Regions from separate parts of the Bombyx mori genome. Here region 2 is linked to region 1. Evidence: chromatin contacts called from public Hi-C data. All regions are on one chromosome and are shown on one strand. The core of a region is the stretch at or near the end of the contact, and the rest is flanking DNA. Distances in the headings are between cores, read along the strand shown.

Region 1 (3,458 bases), core at 567-3,066:
GGCACTGCGCCGTCGGTTCCCTGCCGGCTATCTTGAACAGGTACCGGCCAAAACACCCATGGCCAGTCAACATCTGCGTCAGCCGGAAGGTGAGGCATCCGTGGTCGCGGCCCACCCAGTCCGCCCGGTTCTCGTGGACTGGGTGGTGGTACCTACCCGAGCGGGCTCATCAACTCATCCACCAGTAAACCAATTGCTAACTATATATTCGTACGGAGCTACAATAACACCTCTTTCTTAAGTCATGGTCGTCATGTATGAGGGTCGTGATCATTTTCATCCATGCCTTTTGTCCTCCCAGTATTGTGTCATCGCATCCTGTCTTCGTCTACTCGGAGAGCTTCGTGGATGCTGGAATCAAGTGTAATGCGGATCTGGTCAAAGCATCACATTAGGCTGTGAATCCTCGATCTTTGCCTTCCCTTTTACCAGTAACCACCAGTTCTTCGTGATTGTCTATGTCTTTCTCCCTATCTGGCAATGCGTGTGATGTATTCGTGGATTCACTTAAGACAGATGCTGGAAGGCCTTGTTTTGATTGTGAGCTTAGCAAATACAGATAGATGCGTTGGTTCGATGTGTACCTCAATATCACTACATAGTATAAAACAAAGTCGCTTTCTCTGACGGAATTTGATGCGGTTTTTTTAATAGATAGAGTGATTGAAGAGGAATGTTTATATGTATAATAACATCCATTAAATAGTGGAGAAATCAATAATAAATTACAGTTTCCGAAGCGAAGCGAGGGCGGATCGCTAGTATAATACTATAATAATGTAATTTTAGTCTTTTCGCGTTTAGATAGACGCGGGGTCGTCTGATGTGCTTGTGATCAGAGCGGCCAAACTATATCGTGCAGTGCAACCCGATGTATTCTGATCGCATCTTTGCGGCTGTGCAATATAATATACGACTTATACAGAGCTGAAACCGCAGGGAATGTATCAGGTGCGGTTATTGTCACTGAGATTCTTGAAAAATATTCAATCACATTAAAACCTCTGAAGTCGTCGTGGCCTAAAAGATAAGACGTCCGTATCAAGCGATGCGGCTATTTCGGTGCTCGAATCCCGCAGGCGTTTTTTTGTAATGAAATGTCTAGGTTTTTTTATTAGTCATATTTTATATATTATTTTTTAAATAGCCTTCCACCCTTCGATGTTATAAGCAGTATTTGACGGCTGCTTCCCATCGGGACGCTATTTTCGGGATCATAGAATAACCCAGTACCGAATTAAAAGGCAATTTGACTTGGCCACTAATGATTGGACGCGAAAGAACCTTGTTTAGGACGAAATCGTTATTCATTGTAGCACATTAAGTAATTCCTTGCACTACTGCATTAATTAATCCTCATAAAATAACTCAATGGTAAGCCGTTGATTACAAATTTTAGCTTTAAATGTTGCTTTTGTAAATAAAAAGATGGCGCGGAGCGAGTGCTTATTCTGCTGAAAAATATTCAATTGTGTATATAAATTTTATAATCTATCATCGAATTACAGTTAAATAGAAGGCAATCTTAGTCTAGTTACCAGGTCATAAAATCCCTTAAAAAAAAATAGAAGGCACAGGGATGGTATATTATAATGCCTAAATGATTTTATTGAACAAACGATACCTTCTTACCAATAGAACAGCTGTTAGAGATTGTTATTTCAGTTAAAAACTTGTTTACTGAATCAAGCGTCGTAAACTAAACAAAGCGGCCGACACAGGATGATCTTGCAAGGGCAAATCGGTACAATTGTCTGCATCCTGCTGTGCCCCGCTTCCTGGCTCGTCGCGACCCTATCACCTCTTGATAAGTCATATTTTAGCTTAACAGCTAGTATACACATGATTGCGTTAATCCGTGCGGATGCATGGTCACATCGATTTGACAATCGTTTTAAATTAATATTTATTTTTCATGAATGTTTTCGTTTTATCAAAGCATCCATTAAATTTTGTGTCTAACCGTTAGTTAACCTACGTTATAAATAAACTATCGTTACATCTCTAATGATTAAACAATAACACAAAATTTTAGCAAAAACAGAAATCCGACTACGACAAGATAAAATGCGAATATCAGCTATGTAGTTGAAGGCAGTTAAATTATGCATTATGAAGGATAATCAAAAATTAATAGTCGGATTAAATGTGGCCACATAAGAAGCACCAGCTTTAAAAAACTGATTACCTAGAAAAAATACACTAACGAATTGATAATCATCTCCTTTTTTGAAATGAAATTATAGGAAGTATAATTTTAAAAAAAGCAGTAAAATAGAAAAAAAAGGTTAAACTTTTTTTTGTGCTAGTTTAACAGCCCGTCCCTTGAATGACTACCCAAAAATAATAGATACCTATCCACAGCACTCAGTTTCTATAACTTGGATAACTTTAACCCTGTACTGTTACTCGTATATACATATATACTTATACTAGTAAACCCGGTCGAGCTCGGCGATGCCTATCGCTAATTGTATGAAAATTATCAATTACTCCAAACTGATCTTCCTATATAATCTATACGTTATTATATTCTATGTTTTTAAATTATAGTGAAGACTCCGATCAAAATGGGTCTGGTAAATTTTGCGTCAAAGCAAACAAACATCCATCCTCACAAACTCGTCACGTCATTTCAGATCCTCCCGATCCACTGTAGGTGACTTTAGGCATTCCAAGCACCGGTCACCGTTCACGTCGAACTCGTCAAACGCGACGTTGACGCAAAAGTTTGACGAGCGAACTAGCCCATAGACACAATCCAATTGGTTTGTCGTCGAATCTTCTCAGTGGGTCGCGTTCCCTATCCAGTGGTAGATTCAGCGAAGCACTGCCCTTGCTAAGGTTAGCAAATACGCCAAGCTGAGCCCCGTGAGCTCGCCTACAAGTCATCGTGAAATAACAATAGTCCCTTGAGGCTACTAGCAATAGCAACAAAAAAACTCGGGTAAAAGAAACCGAAATGTTAATGATATCAAACAACCTAAGCGTTACTTATAGCGGAGTCAGATGACAGTGCTCCTGATTCCTTAGCATATAACACTAATATTTACTGAATTCCACGCAATGTATCACTTAAACAAAAATCATATAACACCGAAGCCGGCGGCGAGCTTAAAAGACGCCGCAGAATAAAAATCTCGTTGACAAAATACGAACGAACATAAACAGCAATTATTGTTATTATTTATTGGAACTAGTATTGATTTATGTAAACTTCAGGGTAATAGTACATTAATTTTCACTACGAAAACCACTCCAATACAGACTACGTAAATTATCGTTTTCCTAAAAACATTGCAAGAAGAGTACTTAATGGCAATGTAGAAAAAAATCCTCATATGTTTCTGCTTTTACGTAATAAAATAATTTTAGTAGATATCTAAGTTAATGAACACAATAGAGTCGAATTTCCTCATACGAAGTAACATTATACAATTTGTTCTGAACACCGAGGC
Region 2 (3,668 bases), core at 588-3,087, 58 kb before region 1:
GACCTCACGTCTCAAGGTAGGTGACCGCACAGCTCCGGGAACTATTTAATACCAGTTAGACACGTTCACACGTATTACTGCTGGTAGGACCTCTTGTGACTCCGCACGGGTAGGTACCACCATCCTGCCTATTTCTGCCGTGAAGCAGTGATGCGTTTCAAGAGTGTGGCAGCCGTTGTAACTATACTGAGACGTTAAAACTTATATCTCAAGGTGGGTGGCGGCATTTACTTTGTAGACAGATGTCTATGGGCTCCAGTAACCACTTAACACCAAGTGGGCTGTGAGCTCGTTCACCCATCTATGCAATAAATAAAAACATCGCTGTAATTAGTGATTAAAAATATATCATCACGCACAAATTTATGACGCTATCTTTTTAATTACGGATAGTTCACTTATTTTAAGACCTCACCTCGAGAATTGCTTAGCCTCGACTGCAAACATTGAAATCAATAAAATTAATATCCTTGGTTACTTACTCTGAACAATCGTTGTGAAATAATAATAAAAAAAATTAAAACAAAAAAAAACCTTCCAATAGAATAATACTCTCTTTGTAAACGTAGGTGAATATTTGGAATCAACCGAAGTCTCTGTGTATACACAGATGAGTTTGTCGGTAGCTTCTTGACTATAGAAAATTTTGAGTGATGCTAGATGGATGATAAGTTAGGGCTACTTGTAAATTCTGGTGACTTATCATCGTTCGGGCCGTGAACAGTCTTCCACATTTATAGGATTAAAACACAAACCAGACCATATCTTTCAGCTGTAGCTCTGTGATAGGATGAGATGATTTTAATCTATGTAATTATATGTAAAATTAAATATTAAAATATAAGTGGGTAGTTTGAGAATAATATGTTGGAGTGAATATAAAAAAAACGAATGTGTGTTTGTTTACGTTTGTCGTCTGCGCCTTATTGCCGTAAAGTATTTGTGGGTAGGTTCAGAGAAGATTGTTGTCATAGGACACGTCAGAAGAAGTTTTTACAAACCGGTGTATTTTTCGTTTAGCTATAGTCTGAGAGCATTACATCTGAAGCTTTCAAAAGGCAATTTCATGATGATGATACTATCACATCGAAGGGTAAAGGCGGTTCAAGCGACATTTCGCTTAACACGCAACATTTATCTTTGTAATAATTAAAGGTGCGTTTTATTTGGTACTAGCGACCCGCCCTCGCTTCGCTTCGGAAACTGTAATTTATTATTGATTTCTCCACTATTTAACGGATGTTATTATACATATAAACCTTCCTCTTCAATCATTTTATCTATTAAAAAAAACCGCATCAAAATCCGTTGCGTAGTTTTAAAGATTTAAACATACATAGGGATATAGGGACAGAGAAAGCGACTTTGTTTTATACTATGTAATGATTAGCATCAACAGAAAGGAAAATTTGTCTTAAAGTATTGCAGTTTCAGGGGCCTGTTGCGGCTGCCTATATATTTCCACCCTGAGTATATTTCATCATAGATGGCGTGTCACTCAAAATACGCATATTTATTTAATAATTTCAATAATCATTTGTACTGTGGGAATACTTAGTTGCACCGAGCAGTTTCAAAGAAATCACCACAATTAGAACTTTCAATAGTGAATGTACTCTAAAAAATGAAGGTAGTTGAAAAAAAAACCCTACTGATTTAAGTTGTGAATTATAAATTATCAGTATTTTTATTTTTAAATTAATTAAATTTTTAATGCAAACAATTAAATACGTTTGGTTACTTATTATTATAATTTATTATTTATCTATTGAACATTAACGATGTGTGCTCTTAAGGAATGCAGGATAAATAAATTTACAAATTCATTATTTAAGTACCTCTACCTGTGTGTGAAATTGTTCAAAGCTTACAATTCTCTGTAAATAAATGTGTTCAATATTTAAGATAAGTGATTAATTATTTTTATACGGAATAAAGAAATGGGCCTTTGTTGTCTAATTTGAACATGTATGATGTTCTATGCTATTGATTTATTGTTATTTAAAAATGAGTGACAATAACAGTGGAGTGTGTGCGAGTGGACCACAGATTAACTTGAATGTGAACGAGGATAAATGTGGGTTATTTAATCCATTGACTGCTATGTAGGTCACCGTTATCAATACGCCGGAATATCTAGTAGACTCTGGGAAAGACGAATCCGAAGATACCGAGTATTAATATATTTGTAAGAGATCTAAAAGACTAAATCTATTTATATATATAAAATAGAATTGCTGTTCGTTAGTCTCGCTAAAACTCGAGAACGGCTGGACCGATTTGGCTAATTTTGGTCTTGAATTATTTGTGAAAGTCCAGAGAAGGTTTAAAAGGTAGATGAATATGAAAATGCTCGGTTATTAAATAAAAATAACAATTTAGTTTTTCCTTTGATGTGTCCCCCGTCGGACGGATTCCTTTTGTTTGTTTTATGTTTATTTTATACAAAAGTTTAGGTCTTTTATTTATCGATTGAGGCACTGCGAAGTCTGCCGGGTCAGCTAGTCATAATTAAAAATGAAAGTAAGAAAAGTTGGGCAATCCAAGCGCTTGGTGACAGAAATCGACTTAATTACTCAAGTGACAGTCAAAGGGTTAAATAACCAACATTTATTATTAACGTATGTGTCTAATCCAGTGATTCTCAACCACTGTTCCGCGGCACTTTTGTGTGCCGCCAAATTTCAAAAGTGTGCCGCCAAATTTTGCGAATATTTATATTAATGTTAATATTATTAAATTATATCATTTTAAAAGAAAAAATATTTTAAACATGTATATATATTTAAATCCACAAAAAAAAATTATAGTATATTTTAGTTTATTTCGTATATTAAATTTTTTTGATAAACTATTTATGCAGTGTGTTCTAGTAAGTAAATAATTTTTATCTTTTTTTTTGTGTGCCGCCAAATTTTGAAATCGTTAAATATGTGCCGCAACAAAAAAAAAGTTGAGAATCACTGGTCTAATCTATCAAACTAGTAAACACATTACGGCCTTAAAATTAGTCATTAAATAAACAAAATGTTTATACTCGTCTAATTAGGACCTTAGATTTTTGAATTCCCTCAAATCATTAAGGGACCAATTTAAGGATCAATAGCGAAGAACAAAAAGAAATTACTGTTGTTCTGTATTTCAATTAATTAATGTTAATGTTGGAAAACAATAATTTATTAATGGCAACCCCGTTGTTGCGCTCTGGCAACTACCTACTGTTAATGTTTAGTTCCTGTTTAATATTTAATAATTAAAATGTAAACGTACAGTGATTGTGTTGTGAAAATATTTCATTTTAAATTCAATTTGAATAAATACATTTTATTACACGTTCTTGTCTTTTTATTTTATCAAATAACTGGTCGAGTAGGGTGTTCATGTTTTTTGACTTTGAGGGTCTTGTTTCCGAAGTGCCAGATTTTGATATTTTTTCTCATTTCCGGGAAAATTTGGTGCTTTTATTTTTATCTGTGCTGGATGCGTTCGGGAACTAACTAACTTTCCTGGTGTTGATCAGACATAACACATGAACGCCGCTGTCCACCTTGAGACATGAGGTCGGAGTCTCAACTATATTGTGTAACAAATGACCCAGCTTCCGAACTGGATACGTGGCTGCTTTGTGACAGGAAGAGTTGCAATTCTGGTACCAATATTATTAATCT

What was found. Hi-C and Micro-C count contacts between places; a contact is called where the count stands out from the background.
Region 2: a Hi-C map of midgut shows a contact between it and region 1, with 2.1 times the contacts expected there. The contact joins two enhancer-like sites. A contact is called at or near these places in 2 of 7 Hi-C or Micro-C datasets (midgut and whole pupa).

The regions. Positions count from the first base shown.
Region 1 is chr16:2,408,394-2,411,851 of ASM3026992v2, reverse strand. The region is part of intron 1 of LOC101743410 (WW domain-containing protein tag-325); the gene reads left to right. Among protein-coding and RNA genes, the nearest start is that of LOC101736327, 17 kb to the left of the region's middle. Within about 2 kb of position 1,816, at least 7 of the 8 cell types and tissues checked have open chromatin away from gene starts, as enhancers often do.
Region 2 is chr16:2,466,565-2,470,232 of ASM3026992v2, reverse strand. LOC101736190 (rhomboid-related protein 2) reads left to right here. Exons shown (of 7, transcript XM_012692748.4): 7 at 1-3,332. Among protein-coding and RNA genes, the nearest start is that of LOC101743410, 13 kb to the right of the region's middle. Within about 2 kb of position 1,837, at least 1 of the 8 cell types and tissues checked has open chromatin away from gene starts, as enhancers often do.